Regions from separate parts of the Zea mays genome. Here regions 2 and 3 are each linked to region 1. A link is a contact called in public Hi-C data. All regions are on one chromosome and are shown on one strand. Each heading gives the region's core, a stretch centred on a gene start, on an enhancer-like site or on the middle of the called end of the contact. The rest is flanking DNA. Distances are from core to core; before and after follow the strand shown.

Region 1 (4,214 bases), core at 1,237-3,736:
AGCAAAAGCAAAGTTGCTTTCTCAAACTCACAAAGTATCATGATATTGATTGTACATGGGTGAAGCTATAACATTCCCCCCCCAAAAATGCATGTCCCAGAAATTATAGCTTACCTAGCACGTGGGGCCATACCACTTGCCTTGCCAAATTCGTGACCATGCATTCGCACTGGGACCCCATTGTTTCCAGCAGCAATTGCAGCTGTGTGACTGTTGAAGGAAAAGACCATACATGCATCAGATAAGTTTTGTTATGTTCCCAGAAAACAAAAGAAACAACCAGAATAATTTTGCAGGCCAGGCATCAGGATATCAACAGGACTGTTTTGGAAGTAGCAGGCAAAAACATTTTGAACTTTCATATTTGGTTATCCTAGTGACCGATCAGAGCAACAAATATAAAAGATAAAAGAATCGTCAGGATCATGACCTTCCATGACCATCACCATCTAATGGAGATGCAAATTCAACATCGGGATTAAACGCGCCAGCAGCCATTGCAGCTTTTGCAAAATGCTGAGCCCCAACTATCTTCCCATTACAGAAACTTCTTTGTGTTACTGGATCCATCTCACATTTCCCTTTATAACGAGGGGCAGGTCCATATGGATCAGTCTTGTGCGCAGCGAAGCTCGGATGTTCAGGGTAAATTCCAGAATCCACGAAACCGATCACAACATCTTCACCAGCTCTATCAAGCCCACCTCCTGTTGACCATACCCCAGTTGGCAATCCAAGAAACTGAGGTGTGTGTGTAGTCAATTTCTGTACCTTCATGTCTCTCTCAACATGCTTAACTCCTGGGGCTTTCTTCAAGAACTCAGCCTGCCACAGCAAAACACAGTGTTCAAACAAGATAACAACCAAGAACTCAAATGGGGAAAAGGACATGCGCCTCTAAGCAAAATCGGGACACCAAATACCTGCAGTGGCGACATGTGAACTGCGAAGCCATTGATGAGATGATGGTAGCTATAAAGCTTCTCGTAAGTTCCTTCTACTAAAAGCGAGTCTAGCAGCTTGTCATGGTGTCCTCGGAGGTGGAGGGCATACGATTTGACAGCCTCGCTGCAAAATCAGTAAGCTTGAAATGAAGGCAAAACTATTGTGTTTGAAACATGCTAAGCGCAAGCCAGAGTGCAATGCAAAAATATAGTAAGGAACTTTCAGAGTTTGACATCAAGGATCCTATAGGAAAAATAACGGCAGGCAAGTTCAGATAGCAATAAAGCTTCAGAAACGAAATTGAACAACAATCAGTCTTGAGAGCCATGGCAAAGAAAAGCATCAGCGAGAGTAGTTCATTACCTGGTTAGATCAATTTCCTCGTCCGAATCCACAGCGGTTGCTGGAAATCCTTGGACACCGCCTCTGTAGCTAACGACCGGATCCCCTTCCATGGTCACGATGTACACATCATGCGTTCCAAGGGCCGCCCATTGCACTTGCACAAAGATAACAAGCAAACAGGCAAGCCTGATCCTCCTCATCTTTCACCGATGTCAGCACCGCAGAACCTTCCAAATATAGAGAGCCAGAAAGCACGAGGTCACGCAAGTATTCAGCACAAACAAACAAAAATTGAAAAAGCATGCATCTGCACTGCAGTCAGTCGAAAGCTTTGTGACGCCGCCCCCGGCCAGACCAGCAAGGGTAGAAGCAGTACTAGGCGGGCAACACTGACTGCCGCGCGCGGTGCAACCTTCCAGTAAATCACACGGCCATGTCACTCAAGGTGCGGCATCACAGTGGTCCACAGCCAGTACGTGCCCGCGGTGGCAGAGCTAGCCCACCCCCCCCCCCCCCCGGGGGGCTTCCCGTGGAGGTGTGGGAGCATTTATGGAACCTCTTAAATCAGGGGTTGGCAGTGGCGTTAAATGGCGCAGATTAAATGACGCGATCGATACGAGAAGGAGAGAACGGCTACCGCCTGCGCCTTGGATGCACTGCATATGCATTCATGCATGAGATGAGAGGTTTGGTGTTCAGACGATGAGCTAGTAAAACGCTGTCACTTTTAGTAGCTGGGGGAACAACGAGAAAGAAGCGTTTCGATCGAGTAGTTTCCGGAGGGCAAGAAGAACAGAACGGAATCTTTTTTTCTTCTACTTCTTTTTCTGGTGTCCGACAAGGAAATACTAAGAGCGAAGGACTCAATGCAACGATTGCAACCGACGATCACTCACTCGCGACAGCAGGGGCGGTTCCTGCCTCCGCTTCCGGCGGGATCTCCACTCCAATCCACTGGACACCGAGGAAGGAACAGCGGCGGCTCCCCGGCGCACGGCTCAGTGGGCGTCGTCGGTCGCGCCACCCAATGGCGGCGGCATGCCCGGGCGCGGCGCTGGCGGGACCAGCGAATCGCTCCGCTCCGCTCCGGGGGGTTGGGCCGTTGGGGTAGGGTTTGGGGAGCGGGGAGTGGAGTGGCAGTGGGCAGTGAGTGAGGGGGGAGGCGGGGAGCGGAAGGGAGGCAAAGGTGCGTGCTTGCGATGGTACTGGCTTGGCTAATGGTGCGTCGCCTTTTGGCTGCCTCCCTTGTCTTTAATGGAGGGAGAGGCAAGGCAAGCATCTCAAATCCTTGGGGTTTTTTTTCTCTCTCTCTCTCTCCCTTTGCAGCTCGCTGCTCCCGCTCTCGCCACGTAGATAAGCCGTCCCGGCAGGGCCGAAGGTGTCAGTGGGAGAGGCGCTGTGAACGCGGCGTACGGAGAAGTCCTTTTTATAATAAAATCGACGGCGACACGTCCTCCGGATATGGCCGCATGGGCATGGGGGAGGAGCAATCACCGGTTCGGAATGCGTGCACCTGGTCTTGGTGAGGTGTCCGACATGTCAGTGACAATTGGCTCATGGTCTTGTTCGGTAGCAGCAGGTCTCCTCTAGTGTGCGCCCGGCCCGCGTGAGTCGTGACTGACCAGAGACCCAGCCTGCCAAGCAGGGGCCGTGGCCCGTGGGCCCCGGCGCGGAGTGGAGCGGACTCTCTCCAAATCCAAACCAACAACACACGTCATAAAAACCGCATTATAGATCTAATCACTATAGTAAAACACAGGAGACCTGCTAGAGATAGGCTCGAGCTGAAACTCTGAAATCAGTAAGAAAGGAAGAAACTGTGGCACTGAAACTCTGAAATCAGTTGCAGTTGCACAAACCTTGGAGTTTTCCCTCCACAGGTCTCAGTCGCAAAACTAAACACAAAAAAAATGCATCTCAGGAGTCAGGATTCATGAAGGTCACCGTCAAAAGCAACAACAACAAACTGCTCCGAATCTTTAATAACAGAAATCCCTGTCAACAGAATATTCAGAGTAAAATGGGATTTGAGAAGCTGGATGGAAAGCTCAACCCAGGAAACGTCGACAAAACGTGAAATTCGCCCACCCACCCTCGAAGTATTTATAACGTCAAAGAATAATATCACTTCAGGAACATTGAACTGGTACGACAGTGCAACACAACCGTATCAGTTTGTTTCACTTCTGCCACACACACACTGTTGTTCTTGTATATGCTCACCGTATATGCCACACACACACACACACTATAGTTGAGAGAGGCCATGTCACCTGACTCTATATGCTAACCGTGGATCCGACTGACCTCGACATCCTCTTCGCGTCTCCTTTATTTCCTTCTGGCAAAGGGATGACCATCGCAAAGAAGATACGCCACCTCACCCCCCCCCCCCCCCCCCCCCCCCCTCTCCCACTGCCAATGTTCATCAGCACGCACCGGTCACTGATACCAAATTTCTGAGACACATGGTGTTTGCCGAGGTCCATCGTAAGCGCTTGGTGTCGCGACAAATAATGGTCCTTTGCCTATCTGATCTAGCTGATAGTTGTCTGCATGGAATCCGACCGGTCTGAGCTGTAGATCGTCTGAACGAGATCCTCAACCACCTCAGTCGGGGCTTTCGCTTTCAGCAGCATTTCGTCGTACTCTGCTTCTGGGCTCGACAGCGCTACGATCGCCCCACCCGCCCCGACCGAGGCTTCTCCGTCGTGCAGGATAACAGTTCGGATCACAATGTTCAGGTCGAATGTGTGGTTGTACGAGAAGAACCCGATCGATCCTGAGTACACTCCTCTTGGGCTTGTCTCAAGTGAATCAAGGATCTCCATTGATCTGACTTTTGGAGCCCCGGTCATCGAACCGCCTGGAAAGGCCGCTTTCACACAATCAACGGGGCTTAGATCTGGCTTCTTTGTTCCGCA
Region 2 (4,214 bases), core at 685-3,184, 200 kb after region 1:
TGGATCTCCTCGAGTCCTCGGAGTGTAATTCTTAATCCTTTATTAGTATGAAACTATGAATATCGGACCCCTAGTACGAGAATTCGGCCCACAGTTTTTATCACGAGCAGATTTAAGAGGAAAAAAATCTCTAAGGGCCAGTTTGGGAACCTCAATTTTCTAAGAGATTTTTATTTTCCCATGAGAAAATAAACTAATTTTACTTGGAAAAATAGAAATTTCTTGGAAAATTGGGGTTCCCAAACTAACCGCTAAAAAATTCAAGGTCTTCACCATACCGTCCAAAATTTTATACCAGGTCTTCCGGTATTGACAAACTGCACTCGAGAATTTTATCTCAAAGGTTAAAAATGAGTCAAAACAATTCTGATTCACCTCAAACTTTGCGAAAGGAAGTTGGTGTTGAAAGAATATCCTCAGAGCAATAACACGATAACAACCGACGACTCCACGGATCTAAGAAACCATCAGATAAAATAGAGTTTTTTTTTCCAATTTTGTCCCAAAGGATGAATATGCGTGCTCACGAGGAATCCCTCTAGACCTAGGTATGATACTGAGAGATCCTAGCATGTATCCATCCAACCAAAGCCATTCTGATCGTTGGAGCGTCGGATGCATCAAAACAAATAAGATAGGGGAATAGGAAGGGAAAATCCTGTTCTAAAATCAAAGTAAACACATGAACCACAAAATCTAGAAGAAAAATTACTTGATTCAACTATCACATAGGTCAGGCACTTTGTCAAAGTAACACAGCTGATACGATTGTACTGAATCATAATTCTATTGTGGATCTCACAGCACAAGGACATTTACGAAGAGAAAAACTCTAGGTTTAAAGGAGGGGGTTTTGAAATTTTAGGTTACGTTTGGTTGTAATGACAGAACGAGATGGGATATGACGATCCGTTAAATAAAGTTGTTTATTTCAGAGTCAGGTATTGGAATGTGATTATCTTAGTGTTGTCTTAATTGTCCCTTAAAATGAATCCGTTCAGCATCTCTTCTTGGATTGTTCTGTTGCTAGATGCATTTGGAGAGGGGTACAAATCTCCTTTAACATATCACCACCTTTAAGCATACAACATATGTTTGGAAACTGGTTGAATGAGGTGGATGATACACTTAAGTACAAAATCTGGGAAGGAGCATGCACCTTGTGTTGGGCAATATGGCTATGTCGAAATGATGTGATTTTTAACAATATACTAGTTTCTACTCCTATGCAGGTAGTGTTCAGAGGAACCCACTGGATAAGACAATGGTCCGTGTTGCAAAAAGAGGAAAACATGACACAAATCAAGTGGGGATGTCGTGCGCTTGAGACTACAATGATGCAAATTTTCTCATACAACGGATGGAGTTTTAGTAATCGAATTGGTTTTTAGTAGATTTCGAAATATGGTTGTTCTTGAGATATTAAACATCATGTGTTTTGGTTTGAGAAGTAATAATTGAACAGCCACATGCATCTATTGGTGCAGAAGCTGAAATATTTCAATATATTCCCCATTCTAAAAAAAAGAGAACGCTAAAGAACGTCCCTGTCCTGCCCGTACTCAGTTATCCCACAACCAAACGCATAAGGTACCAGACTGATTGGATCGGTCTTCCTTTACTTTCAACTAACCATTAGTTCGTTATGTTTAACGCTGAAATCAGATAATTTCACCTACAATTTTCTAGCGAGCTAATTGTTATCTTTGGTGCATTCAAACGAGCGAGCTAATTTTTAGCTCTCGATATTAAACAGATCCATAATTAGAATAATACCAGATCTCAGATTTAAGGATTTTTTTTTCTTCGAATGACAAGAGCCACGGAGGCATGGATGCCGGCAGCCACAAGCTGCTGGTCTCGCTCGTGGTGGCGGCTCCTCAGCAATCAGTGCCACAAACAGATAGCCTTTCGTCTCTTTCAGCTTCAGAGGCCACCAGCGCCTGGACGCTCGCGCCCCGGCCTCGCCGCCATGGCTTCCTCCCTGGCCGCCCTCCACTCAGCCGCCGCCAGCCACCTCCCACACCCTCGACGTCAGAGGACCGCCGCCCTCGCGCGCGCCTCTCCTCTCCTCCGCCTGCCGCTTCGCCTCCGCTCCCGCCGGGTCCCCGGGTCGCCGCCAAGGTACGCACGTTTGCATTCTGTACGCGCGTGCGCCGCTAAAAAAAAAAGCAACCTTGAATTTACTTCTACTTCGGAGACTCGGAGTGTTGTGAGTGACACGTCCCGTTCTAGAACCTCGCAGTTGGCGACCGGCGCCGCTGGCGGCACGGCAACCGGCAGGGCGAGGCGGAGCGTAGGCGTCGACGTCGCCGCCCTCGCCGCGGCGCTGCGCGACGCCAGAACGGCCGACGACGTGGAGTCCTCGGTGAACGCCTTCTTGAGCGACGACGAGGCCCGGCTCCTGCCGCTCCAGGTGTACACGTGCGTGATCCGGGGGCTCGGCAAGGGCAACAGCCCGGACGCCGCGTTCGCCGTCGTCGAGCACCTCAAGCGGAGAGGGGTGGTGCCGAACCAGTTCGTGTACAACTGCCTCCTCGGCGCCGTCAAGAGCTGCGGCGAGCTCGGCCGGGTCCAGGCCGTCCTCGACGACATGGAGGCGCAGGGGGTGCCCCCGAACATCGTCACCTTCAACACGCTGATGTCGATCCACGTCCAGCAGGGCAGGGTGGAGGACGCCCTCAGGGTGTACGCCGACGTCCAGGGGCGCGGGCTCGTGCCGACCGCCGCGACCTACTCCACGGTGATGTCCGCCTACAAGAAGGCGGGGGACGCGTCCGCGGCTATCCAGCTCTTCGCCCTGCTCAGGGAGAGGTACAGGAACGGGGAGCTGGTGGGGAGCCGTGGTGACCCGGAGCAGGAGCTCGTCAAGCTCGAGAAGCTGACCGTCCGGGCGTGCTACCTGTCGATGCGGCGGTCGCTCGTCGGGGGGAAGAATCCGGTCGGCGAGGCGCTGAAGGTCCTCCTGGACATGGACGAAGCAGGTGTCCGGCCGGAGCGGAGCGACTACGAGCGGCTCGTCTGGGCGTGCACCCGGGACGAGCACTACGCCATCGGCAAGGAGCTGTACCAGAGGATTCGCGACGGTGGCGACGAGATCAGCCTGTCCGTCTGTAACCACCTGATCTGGCTAATGGGCAAGGCGAAGAAATGGTGGGCGGCTCTCGAGATCTACGAGGACCTGCTGGACAAAGGGCCGAAGCCGAACAACCTGTCCCACGAGCTGATCATGTCGCACTTCAACGTCCTCCTGGACGCCGCCAAGCGAAGGGGCATCTGGAGGTGGGGCGTCAGGCTGCTGGACAAGATGCAGGAGAAGGGCCTGAAGCCCGGAGGCAAGGAGTGGAACGCGGTCCTCCTCGCGTGCTCAAGGGCCTCCGAGACGTCTGCGGCTGTGGACGTCTTCAAGAAGATGGTGGAGCGAGGGCTGAAGCCGGACGTGGTCTCCTACGGAGCGTTGCTGAGCGCGCTCGAGAAAGGCAGGCTCTACGACGAGGCACTGAGGGTCTGGGAACACATGCGCAGGCTCGGCATCGAACCCAACCTCTACGCGTACACGATCCTGGCGTCGATCTACATCGGCAAGGGCGACCACGCCATGGCGGACGCTGTTCTTCACGACATGCTGTCGAAGCGGATCGCGCCGACCGTCGTCACCTTCAACGCGATAATCAGCGCGTGCGCGAGGAGCGGTTCGGGTGGGAACGCCTTCGAGTGGTTCCACAGGATGAAGATGAAGGGCATTGAGCCGAATGAGATCACGTACCAGGTGTTGATTGAGGCTCTTGTGCAGGATGGGAAGCCAAGACTTGCCTATGAGATGTACATGAAGGCTTGCGGCCAGGGTCTTCAGCTTCCTGCAAAGTCGTATGACACCGTGCTGGAGGCGTGTAGGGCTTATGGTTCCGTAGTAGATGTAGCTACTCTGGGTCCTCGACCTTCGAAAGGGGTGGAAGTGGAACCCATCAGGATAGAGAATAGCTTCTCCCGTTTCTCTCAGTTCAAGGATGTGCATGGCAGCTCTCATCGTTTTGCAGGCGTTGGAATGTATGGGTTTTACGGATACAGAATGGCAAGGTAAACAAACCAAGCATGTAACCTACTATCAATCCCCCTCTCCCTCTTGTAATCACCCTCCCAAACCCAATGCCACATTTTTAAAACATTTGACTCGTGTATTTGTAAGCTCACTAAGTTGCGAAAAAAAAATACTA
Region 3 (4,214 bases), core at 986-3,485, 130 kb after region 1:
CCTGTTTTCAGCCAGCAAGAATAAACTGTTGAGCACATCCATAACCAAGACGAACAACATAGGAGAAAGAGGATCCCCCTGGCGAAGCCCTCTCCGGTGTTTAATAGGAATACCAGGAGACCCATTCAAAAGCACCTGAGTGGAGGACGAGATCAGCAAATTTGAAATCATACTTCGCCACACAGGACCAAAACCAAGATGTGAAAGCACTTCAGACAAAAAAGCCCAAGAAACTGAATCAAAGGCTTTGGAGATATCCAACTTCAAGAACAAACTAGAGACTTTCTTCTTGTGGAGAGATTTAATTGAATGCTGCACCAACATGAAGTTGTGGGCCTGTGAATTACAATGGTTTGAATTGTTTGGTTTGATTTTTTCCCCAAAAGCAAATATGACCAAACTAAGAGAATTTCTTCTACTTCAATTGAACTCTAAAACTGCAAATAAGATATAATGAGGGCTGAGTTTCTTATCATGGTTCAACTCAAGGAAAATTACAATTTGGAATTTCCTTCTGTCTGGCCCATTCAGCCAGTAAAGTAAAGTTTCGGTGGAGATAAAAAAAAATCCCACCATATTATATTTCTGTCATATCAGCAAAATTCAGACACAGATTTTCTTCTGGAAGAAATTTGCCACAGACAAGGAATGTAAAGCGACTGAAATGAAGTAATGCGGACCAGGATTTCTTATCATTGCTTATATAAAACAACAGATGTTCTGTGCTTCTACTGAAATGAAACAAATACTCTTTATCAGATGATATGAACTAAGACCAAGTATAGTTCAGGGTTCTAACAACTCTAGCCATTTTTCAATTTTTAACTGGAATGGAAAACTTTTTATATCGAGATAAGATGGAAATACTTACTACCACATGAGCAGAAGACAACGGCAAGTCAGAGCCATTGCTATCAGCGAACACAGAGCCTCTGCCGCACCACGCCTTGAGCACCCCGTCAGTGTTCAAGCTCAGCCCCAATCCTGTCTCTGGCAGTGCCAAAGTTCCAGCGTCGCCATTGACAGACTCAGGAACCCCCTCCTCGTACATTGTCCCCAGTGACTTCTTAGTCTTCTTGTCTGTCACTTTCGACATTGCTACTGAAGGTGGCGGCGCAGGGGTAATGTCTTTTACAGGTATGGCAGGGCACATCCACCATTCATGATCGACGCTATGGCGCTTGAGCGCTTGGTTGAAGATATTCTGATCGTGCCGGAAGCTCAGCCCGAGGACCATAAGGTTCCTGAGGTAAGGGTGTATCTTGGATATGGGCAGGTTGGAGTTGACGCTTGAGCTTGACACGGACGTCCCGCTGTTTTCCATAGAGAGCTTACCCATGATGCCGTCGATGCCCTCGGCCGCGCTCTGGTCGACGCCGCACAGAATAGAGTCAGCGTCGAAACCGTCGTCAACGTCGAAGTGGAGCTCTCCGGGCTCGTCAGGTGCCGCAGCAGCATCGTCAGGGGTTGCAGGGGACGGTGCCGGGTCGCGGAACTCGCTGAAGACGCTGCTGACGGCCGCGGGCGACGGGCAGCTCTTGGCGACGCCGGCAGGGCTCTGCGGCGGCGGCGGCGGCAGGTCGCGGAGGAGGAAGGCGGCGTGGCCTCCGGGAACGGGGAACGGAGGGAGGAGGTCGGAGCAGGACGGGTCGTCGCCAAGCGCGGAGGCGAGGCCGAGGAGGCGGGGTGGCGCCGCCTCGGGGGCCCCCCAGCCCCTGGCGACGGGGAATACGGAGGGGTACATGGACGCGAGCAACGCCGCCGCCTCGTTGTACGTCTGGCTGGGCCGCTTCCGCGGCGTGCGCGTGCGCGGGCGCTTGAGCGACAGCGACGCCACCGACGAGGAGGAGGCTGGGGACGAGTGGGACGCCTCCGAGAGCGTGGAGGACGCCGCCGGGCGGTGCGGCGCCGGCGGCGGTGCGGTCTTGACCATATCCAGGTCCGGCAGCCGGATGCCGCCGGCCGGGATGCACGACGACGCCATGGTGGCTAGTACGATACTACGATCGATCAGCTAGTCGATCCAGAAACGGAAACCTCACCAAGAAATGACAACTTTCCTTCCAAAACCCATCAGCGATTTTCGTTTTCCAGCTGGGCGGATCAAATCGGCAAGGAAAGGAACCCCGATCTCGGAGACCACGGCACGGAGCAAGCGGGAGCGGGATGGGGATGGGGATGGGGAAGCGAACTCAGCTGGTGCCGTGCCGTCCTATAAACCCAACACGAACCAGAGCGCAAAAACCCCCCGTCACCAGAAAACTAGCGGAAAGGAAGAAAAGGAAGGGACCAAAACGCCAAAGCGACGGGAGCCGCGTGAAACCCGAGGAATTTCTTGTTCACAACGCCAACGCCAACGGCCAGCGCCACCACCAGCGCCTGCTGCTGCTGCTGCCTGCGTCTGCCGCCTGTTCGGCCGGCCACGGAGACGGAGCCAAAGTGCCGGACCACCGACAAATAAAATTTCAATCTCAGGAAAAGGCGATCACCGAGAAAGAAAGGGAGGCGATTGATCAAAGCGGACCGAGAAGAAACAGCAGGTGCGGTGGTTTGCTGCTTAAACAAAGCGGCGGCGGCGGCATCAGCAGCTGCGAGAACCGCACCAACCTCGAAAAGTAAACGAGCGTTCAAGCTTGGGCTCACGAGGTCCTCGTGCTCCTGCGTGGCAGTTTCGGCGAGGAGTGAAGGAGAGAATAGCAGTAGGGACTGACAGCGGAGGTGTGTGGTTGGACCGAACCGAGGATCGGGCGGAGGAATTAGAGCCGCCTCCAACTCCGAGACCAAGCAAGATCCTAGATTCCTAGTGCTTGGATTCGTCAAAGATGACATGGATTCGAGGAAGGAAGAGGCTTGACCTGATTGAGGAATTCGCGATAGTAGCACAATACCACACTGTACCATTCGCGAGGAGGGACATGAAGTTTTTTTTTTATTATTCAGGGTTAGGAAGGGTTTTAGGGAGACCCATGAGAAGAGGAGCGAAGGGGGACAGCGGGCGCAGCCGGCGGCCAGCGGATGAGACGAACCGGCCTTTCAAGCCTGTCAATGTCGTCAATCACTCACCTGACCTTGCACGAAGGTCCGGCATTGCCTTGCTTTGGTTTGCTTCACGGTTTCTCTCACCGTCACCGGTGAGCCAGCCGCTTGCAGCTAGCTAATGCCTCCTCGAGTCCTCGTGCGTGGCTTGACGGGAGCAGAGCTCGCCTTGTCACACGCTGCAGTATGCCAGTATCAGTATCACGGTGTTTGCCTCCAGACTCCAATGTCCACTCCAAGAACAAGGAGCGAGGAACCTTCCTAGAACCCATGCGGTATATAGAAAACCAACAAAAAAAAAGGAGTTGTAGAGTTGCCGAGCTCGTTTTCCTCAGCTCGTCTGCTCGTGACGGCGACTTCCTCGTGAGCATTCCTGCATTAGATTAGAGTAATGGAGACAGCGGTACGTTGTCTTCGTCCACCTCCCGCTTAGACCAACCCCCGACCCCCTCTCGTCGTCGACATCGGTCAAAGCAATTGAAGCCGTGCTCCCCCGGCCGAGCAGTTTCCTTTTTCTTGGAAGTGGCCGGTGTCGTACGCACGTACCCCGAGCGTCCCGTCCGTCCTGCACCCTTCAAGGATGAGGCAGGCGAGAAGGACAAGAGGTTGAATGAGAGCCACCAAATTTATATTCAAGATAACATGATTGTTTACTTTCTAATTCGATCCCAAACGATTATATGTTGTAAAATTAGAGAAATAAATAACATGCTTCCATCATATTTAAATAAATTAAATATTTTAATTCCGAATAAAACATGCATATAACTCGGATGAATGTCATATGTAATTATAACAGCAACGAACAGTAACAATTTCAATAAACGAAAACATGAAAAATAGCTACTCAGGTCCATTTGTAAATTAAACATGGCTTGTAGATGAAGAAGGCAGATTAATCATATAAACATTATTGTTTATCTTTTTATATTGCTCTCAAAATAGCGGGTTGCTATAATAAACAGCCCTCCAACGCTAAATAGTGATCAGAGATCCTTGACTAACGTGACAGTCCTATCTTATCAAATCAGGGTTTTAGATCAGATATAATAAGCCTAATAATCAAGTATAAATATTAATAGTAAGGAGCTGTGTACTAAATAAAATAACAAAATTTAACACAGGAAAACAGCCTCAGCTAATAAAGATATAATTAGGCACAAATAAGTACTTGATGC

The links. Hi-C and Micro-C count contacts between places; a contact is called where the count stands out from the background.
Region 2: a Hi-C map of leaf shows a contact between it and region 1, with 6 times the contacts expected there. The contact joins the promoter of LOC100275894 here to the promoter of LOC103629592 in region 1. A contact is called at or near these places in 5 of 25 Hi-C or Micro-C datasets (bundle sheath, ear, leaf and 1 more).
Region 3: a Hi-C map of leaf shows a contact between it and region 1, with 4 times the contacts expected there. The contact joins the promoter of LOC100384273 here to the promoter of LOC103629592 in region 1. A contact is called at or near these places in 11 of 25 Hi-C or Micro-C datasets (bundle sheath, ear, endosperm and 4 more).

Annotation. Positions count from the first base shown.
Region 1 is chr6:96,708,813-96,713,026 of Zm-B73-REFERENCE-NAM-5.0, forward strand. LOC103629592 (subtilisin-like protease) reads right to left here and starts at 2,487. Exons shown (of 11, transcript NM_001301471.1): 1 at 2,187-2,487; 2 at 1,309-1,517; 3 at 924-1,068; 4 at 431-825; 5 at 115-210. The coding sequence starts at 1,490. It overlaps LOC103629593 (probable aminodeoxychorismate synthase, chloroplastic), which reads right to left. Exons shown (of 13, transcript XM_020539309.3): 13 at 3,360-4,214. The coding sequence ends at 3,828.
Region 2 is chr6:96,908,542-96,912,755 of Zm-B73-REFERENCE-NAM-5.0, forward strand. It overlaps LOC100275894, which reads left to right and starts at 1,935. Exons shown (of 2, transcript NM_001371522.1): 1 at 1,935-2,124; 2 at 2,236-4,214. The coding sequence starts at 1,973. The coding sequence ends at 4,081.
Region 3 is chr6:96,839,764-96,843,977 of Zm-B73-REFERENCE-NAM-5.0, forward strand. LOC100384273 reads right to left here and starts at 2,236. Exons shown (of 3, transcript NM_001176838.2): 1 at 872-2,236. The coding sequence starts at 1,984.